Regions from separate parts of the Bos taurus genome. Here region 1 is linked to region 2. Evidence: chromatin contacts called from public Hi-C data. All regions are on one chromosome and are shown on one strand. Each heading gives the region's core, a stretch centred on a gene start, on an enhancer-like site or on the middle of the called end of the contact. The rest is flanking DNA. Distances are from core to core; before and after follow the strand shown.

What was found. A called contact is a pair of places that touch in the nucleus more often than the background predicts.
Region 1: a Hi-C map of blastocyst shows a contact between it and region 2, with 4 times the contacts expected there. The contact joins the promoter of SH3PXD2A here to the enhancer-like site in region 2. A contact is called at or near these places in 4 of 11 Hi-C or Micro-C datasets (blastocyst, liver, skeletal muscle and 1 more).

What each region holds. Positions count from the first base shown.
Region 1 is chr26:24,408,859-24,416,010 of ARS-UCD2.0, reverse strand. It overlaps SH3PXD2A (SH3 and PX domains 2A), which reads left to right and starts at 5,418. Exons shown (of 13, transcript XM_059882031.1): 1 at 5,418-5,976. The coding sequence starts at 5,905. It also overlaps a transcript of STN1 not described here.
Region 2 is chr26:24,261,141-24,268,524 of ARS-UCD2.0, reverse strand. All of the region lies in intron 5 of SH3PXD2A (SH3 and PX domains 2A), which reads left to right. Among named protein-coding and RNA genes, the nearest start is that of SH3PXD2A, 150 kb to the left of the region's middle. Within about 2 kb of position 3,849, at least 5 of the 102 cell types and tissues checked have an H3K27ac peak or open chromatin away from gene starts, as enhancers often do. A contact at or near this core is called in blastocyst and liver, where this site is marked.

The DNA.
Region 1 (7,152 bases), core at 4,169-6,668, 150 kb before region 2:
TGACATTATACTTTGTCATTAGAACTCATATTATGTCCTTGAATTGGAGTCATCCCCAATTCATGGATGGAGGTGGCAAAATAGGGGTTTAGCTAGTCCTCTTCAGCACTACTAACTCCTTGAGCAGATGTCTTCAACACAGACCACCCAGTGTACCTACTGTGTGCCAGGCATGCCGGACATTGAACAAATGAGACACCATCTTGTCTCCAAGGAGCCTTCAGCTAGTGTCAGTCATTGCTGGAAAAGTGCCAGGCACATGCGAGGCACTCAGTAAACATGTGTTGAGCAGAAAGGCATGCCTAAGGCACTGTTGGGAAAGAAGTCTGCATAAGCTTGACACATACCCAGGGAAGAAGGGAGAGTCTGTACCATTTTATACTTACAGTCTCTTGGCTCTACAGCCCCAGGAGAGGGAGATTTTCTCCCATAGGTATTGATTGATAACTTCTACGCAACTAGTCCCCAGAGATCTTGGCACCATGGGGCTGGGTGGGGGCTGGTGCTCAGTTGCTCCCTCCGACTGAGGTAATTGGGAGCACAAGGAGAAGTGGGGGGTCCTCAAGTTGTGCTTCAAGACCCTGAATTTAGGAGATGTCAGGTTGTCGGGGTTTCTTAAACCAGAAGAAGGCCGTCACCTTGTAGCCAAGCATCCTCCCTCTCTCCCCTAGATCTCTTATCCTCAGGTCCATGTTCAAATCCTGATCCAGAAGGAGGAGGGTGAGCAGAAAACCACCAGTGCCTCTTGGGGGAGTGCTTGGACTCACAAGGGGACTCAGGACAGCTAACCCTCTCCTTTTTTTTCCCCTCCAGCAGCTGAACACCCCTCACTAGGGGCTTCTCAGGCTTCACTAGCACTTCCAGAACACCTTGCAGTCCACAGAAGAAGAGTGGCTGTGTGCTGTTAAGAATCTTTTGACCAGGAACCCATGGGTTGTCCAGATTTTCTACCAGCAGCCCTCCCATTTTCCTACAGCCCAGCCCTTTCCTTGCAGAGCTCAGCACTGAGGGTCTGTCCAGGCCTCCCTCCCACTCCCACAAGGAACAGGACTTGCTCAAGGCAGTGATGCCTGGTCTCCTCCTTTCCACAGCACTGGGCATCACTTTCAGATCTTCTTCTCCCAGGACGCCTGCCCAGCATCCACAGTGATTTTTCTATCATCCTCTCTGATACAGAAGCCCGTTGCCTGGTGTCAAGATCTCTCACGGTCTGGAGCCCCTACGCCCTTCCTTCCTTGCTTCGATGTTGGGGGCCAGAGTGAGGTACTCCGCCCGTGACAAAGGTCATGAGGAAGGAGGCTCGACATACGCAAAGGCGGGATCGAGCCTCAGGAGTCCCCCTGGAAATCCTCGAGCGTCTACCCCCATAACCAGAGCCTGCCTACTTTACTACTTTGTCCTCTTACCTACACCTCTGACTTTACGGGGGGCTGTCCCCCACCACCTCTTTCGGAGAAGGAGTTAACCTAGAGCTCCAGTCAATAAAAACTCTTGGGTGTGACAAGAGTGTTTTAACCTACAAACTCCTCTGAAGGTTCTCTAGCCTGCCTGACAGGCTCGTCCGGCCACATGTGATTGCTCACAGCCTCCCAACCGTGAGAGGCACGAGATGCTTTAAACCTTCTAAAAACAGGTTCCTTAGAAAAGTTAGAAAACTATTAGTATAAGTATAATGGGCTGATTAGAAATTGTGTTGGTGCAGGGTTTTTCATTTGTTGAGCCAACGTTTGTTGCTAAGTCTCCATATCCCCTGCCCTTACACACATTAATGAATATATAGAAGGAATAAGTATTAACCTTTGATATTAATCACGTTAGACCTTAGGCTAAGTAAATTCTTTCCTTAACTAAAACCCACTACACCCTCACCCTGTAGGAATGTAACTTTATTTGGGTGGCGTCTGTTTTGAGAATAATCAGCCCTGGAGAAATAAGTGTCCTGATTGACTGACCGCTGTCACAAGGAGAGGGTCGTAAATTGTCAGCAGGCCCCCCTGGCCAGAAGATGATGTAACACCCCTAAGACCTCTGTATACATTTGTGTGAAGCACCTGACTTTAATAAAAGTCAGGACTGCTGTCCCCACGTGACTTTTGTATAACATCTCAGTGTATAAAAACAGACTCTGGAAAATAAAGAATTGGGATCAGTTTCTCGAAATACTGGTCTCCCCATGTCTCTCTCTCTCTCTCACTCTGGCTGAGTCTCCATCTGGAGCGCGGAACCCACCATGCTTACTAATTATGCCTGGGCTTCTAAGATCCGACCGGGGAGGCCTCAGTGTCTCCTCTCCTTCGGGAGAATGGAAGGACGCCTGTGGCCTACATAAGTGGTGCAAACTTCTTGTCTTGAAGTTTTATTGGTCTCCCGAGTAAACCAAGCTACTCAGCCTCTTTTCTCCACTGAATTTTCCTACTGAGCTATCCTCATTCTATCACTCTTTATATCCTTAATTAACGTTTAATTAAGCAATTGTTTCCTGATCCTCGCCTATGCCGTCTCTCCTTCGAATACCCTGGATCAGCCGGGGCAGGACCCTGGCACTTCCTTTTCCTGTGTCTCACTCCCTTCCCTGACTCTCCCCCAGGTGCACACTATCCTCCTGGCCGTCTGTGTATCACTGCAGGTTCAGGGTTCAGTGTCCTCGCTCCACCTTTCCTTCTCCCCCAATCATTCATTCAACAGATTCTCGTACAGTGACTACTAGTGTGGATAAGGTGAAGGTTTGCTACATGAGGAGTGCAAAGAAGTAGGAGATAACTTACAGCCAGTCCTGTGCACCAGCCACTCTCGGAAGAGATGAATGTGTTATGGACAAATACACACAAGTTGAACAGCTTGTGGCAAGTGCAACCGACCTGGAGGACTTCAGAAGAGGCAGAGTATTCCAAGGTATTCTAAACTCTGCCCATAGAGACTTTAGAGACCATACAGAGTCCCTACAACACAGACAGTTTCCTCTAGGAAGTTCTCCTGATTATTCCAGGCCTCCACTTTCTGGAATCCTAAAGGGCATTTCAAATAGAAGGGGGAAAAATTGGAAGCAGAAACAAATTTTACTTTCTTGGGCTCCAAAAATCACTGTGGACAGTGACTGCAGCCATGAGAGTAAAAGATGCTTGCTCCTTGGAAGGAAAGCTATGACAAACCTAGACAGCATAGTAAAAAGTAGAGACATCACTCTGACAAAGGTCGTCTAGTCAAAGCTATGGTTTTCCTAGTAGTCATATAGGGATGTGAGAATTGGACCTTAAAGAAGGCTGAGCACCGAAGAAACAATGCTTTTGATCTGTGGTACTGGAGAAGTCTCTTGGGAGTCTCTTGGAAGCAAGGAGATGAAACCAGTCAATCCTAAAGGAAATCAACCCTGAATACTCATTAGAAGGACTGATGCTGAGGCTGGAGTTCCAACACCTTGGCCACCTAATGCAAAGAGCTGACTCATCGGAAAAGACTGTGATGCTAGGAAAGACTGAAGGCAAAAGGAGAAGGGGTAGCAGAGGATGAGATGTTCAGATAGCATCACTGACTCAATGGACATGAATCTGAGCAAACTCCGGGAGACAGGGGAGGACACAGGAGCCTGGCATGCTGCAGTCCCCGGGGTCACAGAGTCGGACATGACTCAGCAACTGAACAACAATAATAATGGACATTCCCAGGTGGCTCAGAGCTAAGACTCTGCCTGCCAAGCAGGAGATGCAGGTTCGATCCCTAAGTCAGTAAGATCCCCTATAGAAGGAAATGGCAACCCAGTGCCCCAGTATTCTTGCTGGGATAATCCCATGGACAGAGAAGCTTGGCAGGCTACAGTCTGTGGGATCACAGAGTCGGACACAACTGAGCATGCAACGGACATTTTATTACATACTGTCTTCATGGTGTCCCTGTTTCTCGAGTGTACTTTCTTCTCTTTGAGTGAAGGGACAAGCATTTGTCAACTGGATTCAGTCTTTAGTTCCACAAACATCACCTGAATTCTCTCACTCTCTCTCTTTTGTTTTTTAATGCCCTGTAAAGGAGCACAGAATAAGTGCTCAATCAAGCCTAAACTTCTAGAATTTTAGAGAAGAAATTAAAAAAAATATTTTTTAAATGTCAATATCCATACATGATAATTATGAAAAACAAAACAAAAAACCCCCTCAAAATGGTCTCCAAAGGAGTAACTACTGCTAGGAGTTTGGAATGTATGTAGGGACAAGTCTTAAAAGACCATCTAGTTCAGCAGCCCCATTTCACAGAAAACTTTAAAATGACTCTAATGCCTGTGGTATTAAGTGATTTGCTCCAGGTCAACTAATTAGATAGCAGCATCCTTTGGTGTCCTAGCACCCTTCTTCAAGAAAGCTGGAAGGATAATAGGCTACTCTGTACCAAGCAGTTGTGTGAACAGTCTTAGAACTTGGAATCTACATGAGTTCTGACAGTACAGAGAAAAAAGTATTAACACAGTTAGAACTCTTGGCCTCCATTTCAGATGCTTGGCATTGCTCCACAGTCACAAAGTTTATTGTGATTGTGAACAATAGGATTAATTGTGAAGACACTACTTTAAATATTTGAAATTAGAATGGAAAAATGCTGGAAACAGTTGGGGGTGGCGGGTGGGGTGTAAATTGAATTAAATAGTAATTGTGTCCCAAGTCCAGGGATGGACAAGTGACTTGAACAGTAGGTTTTCTAAACCAGAGGGAGAGGTGGTGAGAAAGTCAGAGTCTGGGGCCAGTGATGAGCTGGTCCCCAACTCAGTGGTGGATTTTCCCTTCCCTCCTCCCCGACCTGGAGGAGAGGGTTCCAGGGAAGCCTTAGGCTTAAAGGCAGGAGTGTTATCGTCTTGTAACCTCACTGGTGAATGATATCACAGATTGGTTATCCAGGCTCAGATCGATAAGCGACTCAGGCAGTGGATCGATCACATTTCCGGGGAGAATATACCCTTTGTGACCCGCAGGGGGGCAGGTGGTTTATCAAAAGAGGCTCTGGCTTGAAAGGTTTAATGCCGCCTACTTTCCCAGTCCTTGTCTCCAGCTCAGAGGGCCTGAGCGAAAACGGTGGGGTAATAAACTACTTTTCATGAAAGAGCTCTGGGGGATAGGAGTGGGAGGGGGCCGTAAAGGTGGGGGCCGAAAGGCACAAATCCGCTCCCAGACCGAAAGCCGGGGCGGGGGCGCTCTGGGTTCATTCCCCCTCGCCCCTCCTCCCTCCGAAGCCACCCCGAGTTTCAGTGCCTGGCCAAGTCGCCCAGCGCCGCGCCAGGCCGCTGGCCGCGCTCTCTGCGCGGTGGGGGCGCGCGGGCCCGCTCCGGCCTCTCCGGCCGGGCTGCAGCCCCCCTCCCCGTCGCCCCGAGCCCCTCCCCCGGGCCCGGAGCCCCTCCCCGCGCGCTTCCCCTCTCTCCCCTCCCTTCCCTTCTCTGCCTGCCCGGCCCTGCCTCCGCCTCCTGCGCCCGCAGCCTCCGTCAGCGCCGAGCCCCCCGGAGCCGGAGCGCAGAGAAGGGGCGCCGCCGGCCCCTCCCTAGCGCGCTGACAGCAGGCTCCGGGGCCCCCGCCCCGTCCCCTCGCCGGCGGGACACACCCCCGCCCCTCCTCTGCTCCGCCAGTTCCCGCCGGACCCACCGGGCGGCGGAGAGAGCGGGCGGGCGAGCCGGAGAGCTGCGGCGGCGCGGGAGGGAAGGGGAGCGCGGCAGGCCCACGGGGAGCCGCCCGGGCGCACGGAGCCCGCGTGCCCTCTGAACAGCCCCCGTCCAGCGGCTGTACCTGTGGGCTTGGGGAGCCCGGGCAGCGGCGCGCCGGCCCGAGGTAGCTGGGGAGACCCGGGAACCCGGGAAGCGGGACAAGGAGCCGGGGCCGGACCGGGATGAGAAGGTGACGCCGCCGGGGGGCGCCACTCGCTTTGTGGGGGAAGATGCTCGCCTACTGCGTGCAAGATGCCACCGTGGTGGACGTGGAGAAACGGAGGAACCCCTCCAAGCACTATGTGAGTACGCCCCCACGACTCCTGCGGGAGGCTGGCCAGGAACCCCCTGAGGGCCCCTGGGTGGCCCCTCAGCCCTCTCCGTGTTAAGTCCCGGAGCTGAGCGCCTACAGGGCAGCCTTTGGCGGTGGGGTCTCTTGGCAGGGCTGTGATCTCCAGGGAACCCTTTTCTGACCTTCCTCCACTGCTCCCCCCCACCCCCCCGCCCCACGCCCGTTTTCTTTTTTTGGCATTGGAATTGGCAAGTGGCTGCCCTTGTCTGTTACAACGGTGAAGTCATCTGTCCGCCTGAGCTTTGATGGATGGTGGGGGGAACGTTCTTCAAACCCTTGCTGGGAAGCTCCGTTGGGAAAGAGCATCTTCCCGGCCCTCCCTGGGGGCTCGGGTCGCTCAGGCGCACGCAGATCGAGATGCTTTCAGAGGTTACCCTGGGGACGGACGCCTTGCACGAGCCTCCTACTTGTGCCCTGGTCTCTGTCTCCCCAGGCTTGGGTCTGGGGGGCCGAGAGAAGCCGCCGCTTCTGCCCTACCTCCACCCTCAGCCCTGAGCTTTGATTACCTTCTTAAAGCCCTCGTGTCGGTCGGTGTGAGGAAAATTGTGGCTTTTCCTTTTATCCCTCCTCTGGACGTGACCCTTAACCGGGGTTCATGTCCTCTTAAGTGATGCTCCGTCTCCGACACGAGGAGGGAAATGTTTGCTGTGGTCTCTGAGGAGCGGCCGGCTGCCCCTCCCCCTGCCTTCCCAGACTTAATGAGAAGGGGCTAAGGTTGACCGAGCCGAGCTGGGGGCCAGTAGGACGCGACGCCCCTTCATCTCAGCCCATCCCGTCTTCCCATCCTTCCCACCTTAGGAAGTAAATGGTGTCCTTGGCTCCCGAGGCTGCCAGTCCTAGCAGCTTTGCTCCTGTTCTTGAGACAGAAGAGACAGCAAGGACTGCATCTTATTTGCAAATTAGGCATTTAAAGGAGCATTTAGAATGCTCAAAGCATTAATTTTCACAATTAAAACAGGCTGTGGGTTGCTGCCCTAGACAGCACATTGATCTCTGCCTTTTATTTCCTTGTTGGAAGGGGACTGGATTTGTGCTAATGTCAGCCTCGGGCTACTCTTTCTGTCTTTATCCCCAATAGCTCTGATCTTCGGGTTTCTTTTTAGTGGAATAAATGAGCTTGGACTCA
Region 2 (7,384 bases), core at 2,600-5,099:
TTGCCACCCCTGCCTCAGGACCCAGCAGGAAGATGGAGCATGTGGGTGGCCGTGCAGCCAGGATGGCCCTGTGAATGAGGGGAGCCTCTTCCAGGAGCCCCCACTACCTCAATCCTGGTCAAACTCTAGATCAGCCTTACTTGGGAGCCTGACTCCCAATCTCAGGATCCAGGCTTCCGCTGACAGCTCTGTGACCTTCTCCGTAGTCATACCTACCTGCTCCGTGCTAGGAGAAGAAAATAGAAGACAAACTCAGGGCTCAAGGCTGCTACCACTAGGTGAAAATTTTGAATTCAGTTAAACTAACTCAGAGACAACAGCCAGAACACCCAGCTCTGCTGTGGCCTTGAATAAGTCCCTTCACCTCTCAGATCTCTGTAAACGAGGCCAGGACTCTCTTGGGACAATAGTCGTGAGGTTCACGGGCTCTGATGCCTTAGGCGTGCCTGGCATCACAGATGCTCTGTCCACAGGAACTTTTGCTTCTTCTCCCCCTTCCCTCTTCACCCCTCCTGGGTGTGCAGTGGCTGCTCAGAAAAGACTAGAGGACTCCTGCTGAAGGCAGGAGCTGGGCTGACTTCTCCTGAGCACCTTTTAGCTCTGGGAATTCTCTCCAGGGTTTGTGCCGACCGTGAAGTGAAGCTGCCCCTCCACCACCAGGCCCCCCATGGCCACCAGGACCTCTGAGGCACCCATGCTCTTGACGCTCCCTAAGGGACGAGTGGCTTGGGAGTTAGAGTGGGTAGTCCACCCACCACTGCCCAGCTCTGCTGAGTCCTGGTCAGGCCCCCAGCAGTGGGACAGCTCCCGTCTGGCCGGGGACACGGGCCACACTGTCCTCCCAGCCTCTCTGCCTCTGGCAGCTGCACAGACAGCCTGTTTATGCCGATGGGCGAGAGGGCCAGCTGGAACAGGGGACTGTGGGTCCCCAGGAGGCCAGGGGCTGGAACAGCACAGAACTTTGTGTGAGGAGCCCCTGCCCACGCCCACCTTTAACCTGGGTGGGCAGGTGGGAGGAAGGGGCCCACAGGAAGTTGTGTCCAACCCACTTGAAAGGGGCATCGCTCTGGGAAACGAGGACTTCTGAGGGTGTGTCTGTCATGCTGGGTGGGCGAGCGAGTGGGAGGCCGACTCTAAACCAGCCAGCTCAGCAAGGGCATGTGAGGTCCACGGCCAGGAGGGGAGGGTGGCTCGGTGGTCAGTCCTGGCACAGGACTTTCAGTTCTCAAAGCAAGATGGACAGGAGGCGCCGGCTGGGGAAGGGTATCCTGGTATGGGGAGGGGGCGGGGTCCCCGTTATTTTCTCAGGCTTGTGCTTGCTTTGTTTCCCTGAAACTTCAGCCCCGGGAGGAGGGGTCTTGTGTGCAGATGCCCAGGCCCCATGTGCCCACTCCTTCTCAGGGTGACGGCACCCTTGGAGGCTCCAGCTGGAGGGGTGCACCCCCCACCAAGCCCCTGAGGTCTGCTTTGCTGTTATGTCCTGTGCAGGGGACTCTTGGTGCCCCTGCCTTGCAATTGCTGTCCCTGCATTATAGCCAGCTCCCTGGCCAGCTAGCTGCCCCTCCACAGGGAGTCCGTGGCAGAGCAGAGCCTCGGACCCAGGTCTTCAGCCCTGGAGGCCAGGCAGGAAGCACTGGTTCATTCGAGCATTTTTCATCATCTTCTTGGTGTGAGGCACAAAGCCACGGAAGTGGGCGAGGCCAGGCCCTGCCCCTGGGGAGCCTCGTGGTCTGAGGGGAGAGGCCTGGCTCGCTGCTGTGGGAGGCGGCAGACTGAGCCCAGGAGCCAGGACTGGGGCCATTTCAAGGAACTGAAAGAAAGTCTGTCTGCCTGGACATGAGAGTGTTGGCTTGAGCTGGGCCAGAGGAGATGGGCCTGGGGCACGCAGTGTCCAGCTGGTGATTTGGGGCAAGCGTTAACCTCTTCTACGCTTCGGCATCAGATGAGGGGGCAGAATGTGGGGGTCTCTGGGATCCCTCCTGGCTCTGACATTGTGTGATCTTATGAAAACCGGTTGGCTCTTGTAATAGTCCGAGCATGTAACCACTAGTGTCTGGAGTGGGCGCTAAGGGCTGTGAGAAGGGAAGACAATCACAGCAAGTCAGATGTGAAAGAGGCAGGCATTCTGGAGATCATGTGACCCGTCCCCCGTCACAGGCCGTGTATTTGGGTCTATGGTAGGTTGGAGTTTAGGCACCTCCGTAACTGGGTCACTTACAGTGCCTTCAGTTCAGTTCAGTCGCTCAAGTGCCTTAGTTCACGGGATCTGTGTGTGTCTGGCTCCCTCTTGTGGCAGCACTGGATATTACACCAACCCCCATCCAGGCAGGCGTTTGCAGACCCCTGAAGCTGTTCTGGATGTTTAAGCTTGGTCTACCTTGTTTAACCATCTATGACGCTAGTGGTAAAGAAGCCACTTGCCAAAGCAGGAGACGAAAGACAAGTGGGTTCGATCCCTGCGTTGGGAAGATCCCCTGGAGTAGGAAATGTCTACCCACTCCAGTATTCTTGCTTGGAGAATCCCATGGACAGAGGAGCCTCGCAGGTACAGTCCATAGGGTTGCAAAGAGTTGGAAATGACTAAAGCGAAGCAAGCAAGCAATAATCCTGTGAGGTTCATGCCTCCTTTTTGCAGATGAGAAACCTTAGGCTTAGGTTGGTTATCTCTCAGCTGGTAAGCATCAGAGGCCGAATCCAAATCCTTCCCCACTCCAGGTCTGCACCCCACAACCACACAGGAGCTGTGACCATGCAACAGTTTCCAAATTGCAAGATGGGACCTTTCATCCAACCATAGGAATGAATAATTGAGTCAGCACTCATGGTTGCTGTGGTCACAGGGTGGGGAGCCCCTGAAGGTACAGTTGAGGGCACTTTCCCCACCTGGGGACTCTTTAAGGGGACTCCAGGCTTCTCCCCAGGTGAGAAGCTGCAAGGCTTAGGAGTGCCAGGGCCAGTCCAGCCCGTGTCCACTGAGGGCCTCCTGCTTTGGGGTCAGACCTCAGAGGAGGGGTGCTGCCCAGCTCCCCTTTCAGGATGGTCACAGTGAGGCTGGCTCTGGGAGCATCAAAAAAGCAGGTCTCCTTTCCCCCAACCAAACTGAGGCTTGACTTTGACCTTGAGGGCAGTAGCTGTGACCCCAGTCCCTGACTAAGCCTCTCCAGCCAGGCACCTGGTTGTCAGTCGTGTCCGACTCTTTGTGACCCCATGGACTGCAACACGCCAGGCTTTCCTGTCCTTCACCAACTCCTGGAGTTTGCTCCAACTCATGTCCATTGAGTCGGTGATGCCATCCAACCATCTCGTCCCCCTTCTCCTCCTGCCCTCAATCCCTCCCAGCATCAGGGTCTTTTCCAATGAGTCAGTTCTTCGCATCAGGTGGCCAAAGTATTGAAGCTTCAGCATCAGTCCTTCCAATGAATATTCAGGGTTGATTTCCTTTAGGATTGACTGGTTTGATCTCCTTGCAGTCCAAGGGACTCTCAAGAGTCTTCTTTAGCACCACAGTTTGAAAGCATCAATTCTTTGGTGCTCAGCTTTCTTTATGGTCCAACTCCCACATCCATGTATGATTACTAGAAAAAACATAGCTTGAATCCTAAGTCATTGTGAACTCCCTGCTCCCAACCCAGGACACACGGCCAGAGGCTCTGTCTATACGGGCTGTTGGGTGAGGCCCCTCCTGCCTCTCCATGCATGCAGCCAGGATGGGAGAGACTGCTTGGACATCCCTGGCTGCATCCACAGAGGCAGGAGGGGAAGGTTGCCCGCAGTCCCAGCCTTCAGAGCCCAGTGTTACACCGACACCCTCTGGCCCAGCCCCCACGCACTTTGCACTGAGGTTCTGCAGCCCAGAGCGGGGCGTGGCTTCCCTGAGGTCACCCAGAGAAACTGGATTGGCACCAGGGTTTCTGACCCAGAGCCCAGTGTTTTTTCCATCGCTCAGAAACTCCCCCAGCTGATTTCCAGAGCTTCCTGAGTGCTGGTGCAGAAGGACACCTGGAGGTCCTTGTGCAGACTTAAATCGGGGCCTGGCTGAGGGACAGGGAGCAGGGACCAGCTGCTGGCCTGCTTGGAATAGCTGGAGAAGTGGGATCTGGGCTGTAGTCAGGTCTGATTTAATTAGGCAGAGGCGGGCTCCTGATTAAAGGCTGCGCCTGCCAAGCCAAAGAATTCAAGCTTAAGAGCCAGGAGTGCCCCGGCCCCCGCCACAAGCAGGAGCGGGCACCTGGGAAGCCCACAGGGCCCCGCGATGCCAAGGGCGGGCGCCTCGGGGTCCGGGGGCACGGGTCACCCCCTGCTGGCTCATGGCACATGCCACCGCTGTGTGTCCACGCAGGGCAGGGTTGTGGCCACAGGAATCGTGGTGGGCAGGTGGGGAGGGGGAGCAGAGGGAGATGGAAGTCTTGGTTCCGAATCCTCCAGCAGTAGATCTGAGGAGAGGACTGAGCCCAGGCAACTTATTTGGGAGAAGAGACCAGCGAGGGAGTGAGGAGAGGCGGGAGAGGCCAAGCAGCTGCAAGTGAAGCATCAGCACAGCTACCCTGGGTGCTGGGACCCACTGCCGGGCCTTCCTCAGGTGCTCCCTTCTCCTGTGTGCCCTCCCGCAACCCACCTCCAAACAGCAGGGGACACAGCTTCCCTGAAGGCCTTCCCTGAAGGCCACATGGTCTTCCCTGTGCTTAGGAGTACTTCCGGGAGTGTCCCTGTGGCCTGTCACTGGGAAGGCTTGGTCTCTGTTCCAGCCACAGCTCCCTCCCCTGCCCCAACCTGCTCCCCTGCCCCAACCTCCTCCCCTGCCCCAGCCCCCTCCCCTTCTCCAGCCCCTCCCCTTCCCGCACCTCCTACCCCTCCCCAGGCCCCTCCCCCTCCCCAGCTCCCTCCCCTTCCCACACCTCCTACCCCTCCCCAGCCCCCTCCCTCTCCCCAGCCCCTTTCCCCTGCCCCAGCCTTTGCATCTGCCCTCAGGTTCTCCTTTAATCCTCTCTTCCTCAAGAGCCCTCCCTTTCTTTCTTTCTCCACTTTAGCATCCTTATCCCTTTCTTCAGAGCTCTTAACCCAGTTTATCACTTGGCTTTATCCAGTTGTTCATTGTCCTCCCTGGGGCGGGGGATGAGTCCTGTCTTACTCAATGCTGCAAGCCCCAGGGCCTGGCACATAATTGTCTTTCAGTCGCCAAGCCAAGTCCTATCCAGCTCTTGGCGACCCCATGGACTGCAGCACGCCAAGGCTTCCCTGTCCTCCACCGTCTCCGGGACTTAGCTCAAGTCCTGGCACCAAAGAGGCGCTGGCACATTCTTGCTTTGGACGGTGGAGCTGCTGCAGGGAATCAATCACAGGAAAGAGCAGCTGCAGGGAAGGTGGGCGAGCACCACCCCACCCCGGCTGTGGGCTCCGGGACTAGGCCCTGTGTCGCTAAGCACTGAGGTTCTGGAAGCAGAGTGGAGATGACCATGACTGTAAGTCTGCTTCATGCCTGAGGGCCACCCTGGCTAAACACTCAGGAGGGCCTGCGAGGAGGGGCCAGTCCCCTGCAGCCCTCTTCCTAGCAGGGCGGGCCTGGCCAGTACACCTGGGACAGTCATTGAGTATGAGATGGCCAAGCAGGCTGGGTGTAGATGCTCATACCAGGAGGGCAAGGGGAACTTGGAGAGGGAGCTAGCTAGCCCCCCTGCAGGGAGGGGGCGCGAGGTGGGCAGGGAAGGCCACCAGAGTGAGCCAGCCTCCGCCTGGACTTGGATGCTGGGGGAGGGTTCAGAGACAGATTGGGAGGGAGACATCTGGGCTGAGGGAGGCTTCCAAGCAGGGGCGTTAGGCAGGGGTGGGGGTTTGGGGGGGGTGGGTGTGGCATGAGAAGACCAGAAGAGACTGAAAAGATGGTGATGGAAAAGATGGAAAAGGCTTAGGAGTGAGCCGACACCCAGTTCAGATCTGAGCTCTTTGTGCCTCAATTTCCCCATCTTGACAATGGGGCTAATGATAGAAGCTTCTTCTTAGAATGGCACTTGAAATGATGTGTCTGAAGCACATCAAGAGGAAAGTAGTGAAGGTGTTAGTCGCTCAGTCGTGTCCGACTCTTTGAGACGCCATGGACTATAGTCCGCCAGGCTCCTCTGTCCGTGGGATCCTCCAGGCAAGAGTACTGGAGTGGGTTGCTGTTCCCTTCTCCAGGGGATCTTCCCAACCCAGGGATTGAACCCAGGTCTCCCGCATTGCAGGCAGTTTCTGTCCCATCTGAGCCACTAGGGAAGCCCAGAGCACATCAAACCGTGCCCAGATGGTAGTTCTGAGCTCACACGTGACCTTGTTCTCAGGGGACACGGCAAAGGAGGTGGTGAGATGCTGTGGCCAGGTGGGGGAGGAGAGAGACGCACTTGGCGGGATGATGGCCCAGACAGAGGACGGAGCACGGGAGGCCCAGGCCATCCTCGTCAGCGGACAGAAAACGCACTGAGGCACGGGCGGGCTCTGCCCATCGAGACTGCTCTAGCCCTCTTGTATTTTACACAAACTAACACCCGCGCTTGCTCTGTGTGTGTGTGGGGGGGGTGGTAGTCACTCAGTTGTGTCCAACTCTTTGTGACCCCATGGACTGGAGCCTGCCAGACTCCTCTGTCCACACGATTCTAACCCATCTATAATTATCGGGGAAGACCTCCTGAAGGAAGTGGCATTTTCCACTGGGCTTTACTGGAGGGGAGGGCAGAGACCCACGATCTGCCTGCGGGACAACTCAGGATCACAGCACAGCTCGGGCCAGTCCCTCAGAACCAGCCAGCAGCCCTTAGCCCGGTTGCCAGTCGTCAGGGCTCTGTGCCCACTCACTTAGCAAACGCCAGCGGTGCCCAGCCCTGTGCGAGGCCTGGAGCAACATCACAGTTCCTGCCTCAAGGAGCCTACATTGGGGGCGAGGAAGCAGCGCAGGTATTAATAGTAAGAGCTACAAAGGAGAAGAGAGGGTGCCGTGGTAGGCTGGGTTTGGGGGTGTCGGGAATCAGCACTGGGCCGGGCGCTGGAGGAGGGAAAGGAGAGAAAAGTCAGAGAGGGAGGCAGAGCCCAGGACAGTGTCAGCTCAGTGTCACGGTCCCCAGAACTTAGGGACGCTCCCTTGAGAGAAGCAGCCTCTGTGGACACTGTCAGCTGGCCCCAGACGCAGCCAGGCCGTCCTGGCTCCGCGGAGCCCTGAAGGCTCACTTCAGCTGCAGAGCCTCCGAGAAGTGGCAGGGCACGTGGCCTGGGCAGCAGATGAGGGGCCTTGAGGATCAGAAACCACTGTGCCTCCAAGCCCAGGCGGTCATGAACGCTCGCCACGGGTCACGTCGGGCTTCCTCTTCCTCACAGCTGTGCTCACACCGAGCTGAGGCTGTGATAACAGAGTGTCTAG